Linked DNA regions of Sus scrofa: region 1 is linked to region 2. Evidence: chromatin contacts called from public Hi-C data. All regions are on one chromosome and are shown on one strand. Each heading gives the region's core, a stretch centred on a gene start, on an enhancer-like site or on the middle of the called end of the contact. The rest is flanking DNA. Distances are from core to core; before and after follow the strand shown.

Region 1 (3,151 bases), core at 121-2,620, 160 kb before region 2:
GGCTCAAATGTCAACACCTGAGACCTTTCCTGACCACCTGACCTGAGGTAGCTACCACTCACCTTATTCATTTTGTCTTGTCTTCAGAGCATTCTAGAAAACTGTTTTGTTTTTGTTTTAACTTGGTGTGTTTATTTCCCTATGTTGTTTCTCCCTCTCCCTAGGATATGAGCTCCATGAAAGAAACCAGAAGAGCTTTTCTTGTTCACACTGATCTCCCCAAGGGCTGAGATTTGTAAATGCGGGTCTTGTAAATGTCAAGTAATTTTTGGACTCAAAATCAAAAGAGTTTCAAATCCAGACATTTCTAGGTTCTAATCCCCACTGTAACTTTCTGGTTTTCGAGTGATTTTAAGCTAATGACTTAGTCCCTCCTAGACGCGAACATTTTCATCTGTAGCTTGGGGATGTTAACACCAAATAGCAGGACCACACTGAGGACTGCAAATCTCACTGATAATTCCTACTCAGAATCCACGCCCATTCTGGGTATTCCAAGAGCGGCATTCTCTGACATAGTCCAGCAAGATTAAAGGCACATCTCTCCTTCCATGAGCCGGCTATGGAGCTGGAGGCAGGATTTAGGCCCAGCGTTTCAGCGTCTAAAAGAACACGGGTTTTGTTTTTGATGGAGGAACGACAGGATTGGAGTCTGGGCAGCGAGCGGGGCTTGCTCACCGCTTGGAGATCTCCTGGTAACGCAGCTGCAGCTTCGCCTGTAAGTCTCGCTGTGGGAGAAAGAGAGGAAGCATATCAGCCTGCAGGGTACCCTAGAAAAGGAGAAGGCCGGCGAACAGGGGCAAGTCTAGAGCTGGACAAATAAAGGGAAGGCGGAAGATGGGCATTTGGCGACAAGGATGTGGGCCCTGAAAGTAAAGAGAAAAGGGGGAGCCGGGACCACAAGATCCAAGGCTAAAAAAATATAAGCCTAGGGAGGTCGCAGGAGTGAGTGAGATCCCAGCCAAGAGAAGGCCAAGGGCTGGGGGTGGAGGTGGGTGTGCCCCGACTGAGGGCGTCACGCGTTAGGGGTTCCGGGCTGAGCGAGGGGTCCCGGCTTAGAGGAAACTCGGCACTAAATAGCCTCAGTCCCAGAGGTACTAGGAAAGAGGTGAGTAGCGAGAGCGGATCCAGGGCGCACGGAACCCACAGCCCCCCAGGGCAGCCACTCCCGCCCCGCGCACCCCGGATGCCCAGTTCCGCAGCAGCTGGATGACACGAGTAGCGGACGCCATCTTCCACCCGCGCTGAAGGGCGCCGGTGACGTCTCTACGCTAGGACTGCTGGGAACATGGCGTATGGCCTCGCGATAGCGAGAGTGGGCGGGGCCTTGACGTCCTATAAAAGTTCTTCCCGAGGCACGTGACTCCTCTCCGCCAGACCACCGCCGCGCCGCCATCATGGACACGAGCCGTGTGCAGCCCATCAAGCTCGCCAGGGTGAGGGGGTGCACGGATTTGGGGGCCTGGGTAAGGGAGTAGGGGAACTGGGTGGGCCAGATCTGATCCCAGCCTCTCCGCAGGTTACCAAGGTTCTGGGCAGGACAGGTTCGCAGGGACAGTGCACGCAGGTGAGCGGGGGAGACGGCAGGGCGGGGGTGGGGTGGGGGGCTGGAATCTGAGCCTCGGATGGTTACTCCTGTGCCCCAGGTTCTGTACCCTGGTATCTGAGAACTATACGTACCCTTTTCCCCATGGCTCACAGAGGCTCCGAGTCTTCACCCTGTTTATTGGATCTGGGCTCCGTCAATCTCATTCCTAGGGCCCTGACGTACTGGTTCAATCTATCCCAACTACCACTGTGGCTCCATTTCCTAATGCTTGCGTTCCCATCCGCGGTCCAAGAACGTTAGTTGTTCCTCCTGGTTGTTTCTGGCTCTTGAGAGCTGTTCATTGCACGTCTCGGTTTCTCTTCTGGCCGGTCCGTGCTTCCAAGCCTCAGTCTCCTTTTTAAGAGTCTCTAGGCAGACACGTTTTCTGAATCCAAATCGGCTGCTTATCCCACAGTGCTTATTCGTGGCTAACCCTGACTTCTGGTCTCCCCGTGCCCTGTAGGTGCGGGTAGAATTCATGGACGATACGAGTCGTTCCATCATCCGAAACGTGAAAGGCCCTGTTCGTGAGGGTGATGTGCTCACCCTTTTGGAGTCAGAGCGAGAGGCTCGGAGGCTGCGCTGAAGTTGTGGCTGGTGAGTGCAGGTGGGAAGCAGCAGGTCCCTGGTAGACTATTGTCTGGTGGGAGGGAGGTTTGGCCAAGCCCATGGATGAGGGCCTCTTGGTGGTGGGGTGTGTAAAAAGGGTCAGCTGAGATTTGGGGCGGGGGAGGGGGGGTTGCTGTCAGCATCTCACACGGACTTTGTTTACAGGGTCCTGGATATCTGGATCGACCATTTGGCCCATCATGATCTGCCGTTAATAAAGTGTTTATATTGTATGTAAATTTGGGGTTTTGTCTGGGTTGTCACTGGGCATATAAAACTCTTGTGGGTCCCAGAAGTGGTCACTGGCCCACTGCACTCTGGAAGGGGGATGTCTTCCCTGACAAGGTGTTGTCTTTTGAGGAGGGAGAACCATGTGTCTGTATCTCCAAAACAAGACAAGCTGCATTAGGAATGTTTTATTAGGGAAGAAGGCTGGAGGAGTGGGTGGACTAGGGGCTCTGTCACTCCTCAGCTCCCATCCCACCCTGGAGAGTTCAAAGTGAGCCCCTTCAGGTGGACCCTGCCCCCTGCTGGGCCCAGAGGCTGAGGTGGGAGAGGGAAAGATCTTTTCTCCCAGTCCCAGGTCCAGTGTGTCAGACCAGTCAGTGAGTCAGGGGTCTTCTCCAGTGTCGCTACCTCCTTCTTCACCAGGCATGGCCATGGGGGAGTCAGGGGACAACTGGTGAGAGAGAGGTGGGTGGGAGTTGTCATTTCGTTGTGGCTTTCAGTTCCGTTAGATTCAGGGATGCTTAGTCTAATGGAGATCTTGCCTCTCTACACTGATCCTGCCTAAGCAGGAATCCCACCTTTTATGGCAGAACTAGGCTGCCTGAGTTTGAATCCCATCTCTGTCCCCTCTGACCTGTAAGAGGCACTTGACCTCCATGGCTCCTTCCCCACATCGCTACAGGAGAGTGCAGGATGGGTAGGCTGACTGGATGAATATTTTTTTTT
Region 2 (3,036 bases), core at 100-2,599:
GATATGCAGGTGAACTGGAGGTGCTGGGCTGGGGGGGGGGGGGGCGACTGTATAAAGATCAGGGGCGGTGCCCGAGAGCTGTGGGCGTGGCCCAGTAGAAGCCAGACCCGGAAGTAGGGGGTAGGGTGCGCCCCTAGTGACAGCCAGCGGCGAGCGAGTGCCCGGATGTGGGGGCGGGGTCGGCCGTAGGCTGTGAGCGCTACCGGGCGGCTTCCCGCCAGTCCCCGCTGGCTCGCCGCGTCCGCGTCCCCGTCGCCGCGCTCACCATCCTCGCCCCGATTCTGCCTCCTGTTCCCTCGGCTCCGACAGCTCCAGCTAAAGCTGCACTGATTCCTTCGGTGGCCGCAGGCTCGTGCTCACGTCAGCGCCATTTTTCCGCCTTCCAGATCTCGCGAGAACGGAGGCGGGGCCTGCTGGCTGTGCCCTGCGAGGGGGCGGGGCCTGACACCCGGGTTTTCCTTTGAAAGCCGAAGTAGGGCCGGCGTGGATTTGCAAGCCGAGGACGGTTCTATCGGGCAGATTTAGCACAGTCTGTGCGCAGAGATATGGGATTAAAAGCTTCCTGGGCCTCAGTTTTCTCTGCAAAATGAGCATCTTCATTCTCTCACGTACCGTCACCATACCTCGAAGGGGGATAAAAAACGGTTTTCTTTTTCAAAGATGTCGTGTTTGGTGAGCCGCCTCTTCGTAAGGAAATTGACAGTGGCCGTCAAATTTTTCAGTGCGCTTAGTTCTGAAGTTGGAATGGGTCCGTTGAGATAGCCAAGGACGGGAAGCAAGCTAACCGTCCTCAGGAAGACGTATGGAGAGCCCTGGATGTACTGGTGTGGAATGAATCACCTAACCCAAACTCCATTCCTTGAGTGCCTACAGTTTGCTAGGCACTGGGGACCCAAAAATGAACAGAACAGACCAACATCCCAGTTACCAGGGGCCGCTCACGTTTTAATATGGGGAAACAATGAATCAACAAATGCAGAAAACCATCTTATATTAAGGAAACACCTTCATATAGAAAGGAAAACCCCCCAGAAGGTTGTGTGTCAAGCTTCTCTGTGAGGTGACATCTGAGCTGTCACCTGATGGTCAAAAAAGAGTGAGCCAGTAGAAGGTCTGGGGACCATAGCGCTCTGAAAAGAATGGAAAGCTGGTGCATGTGGCTTGAGTTGGGGAGGAACAAATCTTGTCTTTTTCAAGAAACAGTGAGGCTATCAGCGCATTGCTGGAGCAGAGTGGAGGCAGCGAGTGGAGGTCAGAAAATGGACAGGAGTTCCATCGTGGCTTAGTGGTTAATGAACGCAACTAGTATTCATGAAGACGCAGGTTCGATCCCTGGCCTTGCTCAGTGGGCTAGGGATCCAACGTTGCCCTGAGCTACGGTGTAGGTTGCAGACATGGCTTGGATCCTGTGTGGCTGTGGCCAGCGGCTAGAGCGCCGATTAGACCCCTAGCCTGGGAACTTCCATATGCTGCAGGTGCAGCCCTAAGAAGCAAAAATAAATAAATAAATAAATAACAGGAAAGAAAATGGACATGGACAAGGTGCAAGGAGGGTCATGAAGGGCCCTTGCGAACTGTAGAAAGAGGAATGTGGTCTATATTCTAGGCATGAATTTTTTTTTTTTTTTTTTTTTTTTTTGTCTTTTTGCTATTTCTTGGGCCGCTCTCGCAGCATATGGAGGTTGCCAGGCTAGGGGTCCAATCGGAGCTGTAGCTGCCAGCCTACGCCAGAGCCACAGCAACGCAGGATCCGAGCCGCATCTGCAACCTACACCACAGCTCACGGCAATGCCGGATCATTAACCCACTGAGCGAGGGCAGGGATCGAACCCGCAACCTCATGGTTCCTAGTCGGATTCGTTAACCACTGGGCCACGACGGAACTCCTAAGCATGAATTTTTAACACCATCTAATTACCCATTGTCATTTGGAGGATGGGTCATTGTGGGACAATAAAGTGGATCTTTGATCTCTGATGTCTGTAATACATTATTTAACTGTTCAGGAAGTGTTTGTTGAGTTCTAGGCAAGTGTAGCCTTTATGAATATTGTGTTTCTGTCTATGTACGTAGGATGTATCTACTTTTTTGCTTTTTTTTTTTTTTTTTTTTTTGTCTTTTTAGGTCCACACCCACGGCATATAGAGGTTCCTAGGCTGGGGTCTAATCAGAGCTACGGCTGGCAGCCATGGCCACAGCCACAGCCACAGCAACTTGGGATCCAAACCACGTCTGCGACTTACACCACAGCTCATGGCAACGCTGGATTCTTAACCCACTGAGCAAGGCCAGGGATTGAACCTGAGTCCTCATGGATGCTAGTCAGATTTGTTTCCGCTGAGCCAAGATGGGAACTCCAAAAAAACCTTTTCTTTTGATTATCATTAATATGGTTAAAAATCATTAATTTAAAAAACAATTTTGATGCAGGGTGGAGGAGTGTGTGTGTGTGTGTGCGCGGGTTTTGGGGGGGAGGTTGTTGCAATCTGGGGAAGGGTGGGGTAAGGTTTCAGAAAGGACAGGGAACCAGGAAAGGGAGAGGTGGGGCCGGACTTTAGAAATTTTGTAAGAGCAAACAGGATGTTGCTGAGTGGGGGTGGGGGGCAAGGTGACTGAGGTTTGCAGTCTGAAGATGCTCTAACCTAGATGTGAGAGGCTGTCTGTTAGAAGATATCAAACCCACTCCCATCCCCAGTGCCCTGCCCAAACCACACCCCATCTGTGTTGCCGGAAAGGTCCTACTTCCTGCAAATGGGGTGCCTGCTCCCACAGTGGGGCCACAAGGCTGTACCCTAAAGTGCCAGGAGGTGGGCAGCCAGCATGTTGAGTTCTAGGGCAGAGAAGGGAGACAGAAGCCCTCATTCCTCTTCAGCATCAGGAAATCCTCAGCTGATGAAGTTGTGGTTCCTGCAGTTCTCCAGCAGTCTCTCCTCCAACAGGGGTCTTGCAGAGAGAGACACACAGTGGTGGCTGGGCAGTGGAGGAGCAAAAATCAGATACGGAGGGAACCGGGGACGTAGAAGGGAATGGTTAAAT

Evidence for each region. A called contact is a pair of places that touch in the nucleus more often than the background predicts.
Region 1: a Hi-C map of liver shows a contact between it and region 2, with 4 times the contacts expected there. The contact joins the promoter of RPS28 here to the promoter of ZNF414 in region 2. A contact is called at or near these places in 2 of 5 promoter capture datasets (fetal liver and liver), 3 of 47 Hi-C or Micro-C datasets (heart right ventricle, liver and psoas muscle) and 1 of 2 datasets of contacts at active chromatin or transcription factors (alveolar macrophages).

The regions. Positions count from the first base shown.
Region 1 is chr2:70,952,991-70,956,141 of Sscrofa11.1, reverse strand. RPS28 (ribosomal protein S28) reads left to right here and starts at 1,370. Exons shown (of 4, transcript NM_001001587.1): 1 at 1,370-1,436; 2 at 1,520-1,567; 3 at 2,052-2,185; 4 at 2,363-2,433. The coding sequence starts at 1,398. The coding sequence ends at 2,174. It overlaps KANK3 (KN motif and ankyrin repeat domain-containing protein 3), which reads right to left. Exons shown (of 11, transcript XM_003123162.4): 11 at 2,599-2,876. The coding sequence ends at 2,808. It overlaps NDUFA7 (NADH dehydrogenase [ubiquinone] 1 alpha subcomplex subunit 7), which reads right to left and starts at 1,298. Exons shown (of 4, transcript XM_003123185.5): 1 at 1,182-1,298; 2 at 679-728. The coding sequence starts at 1,232.
Region 2 is chr2:70,794,177-70,797,212 of Sscrofa11.1, reverse strand. ZNF414 (zinc finger protein 414) reads right to left here and starts at 1,349. Exons shown (of 8, transcript XM_021083890.1): 1 at 266-1,349. The coding sequence starts at 268.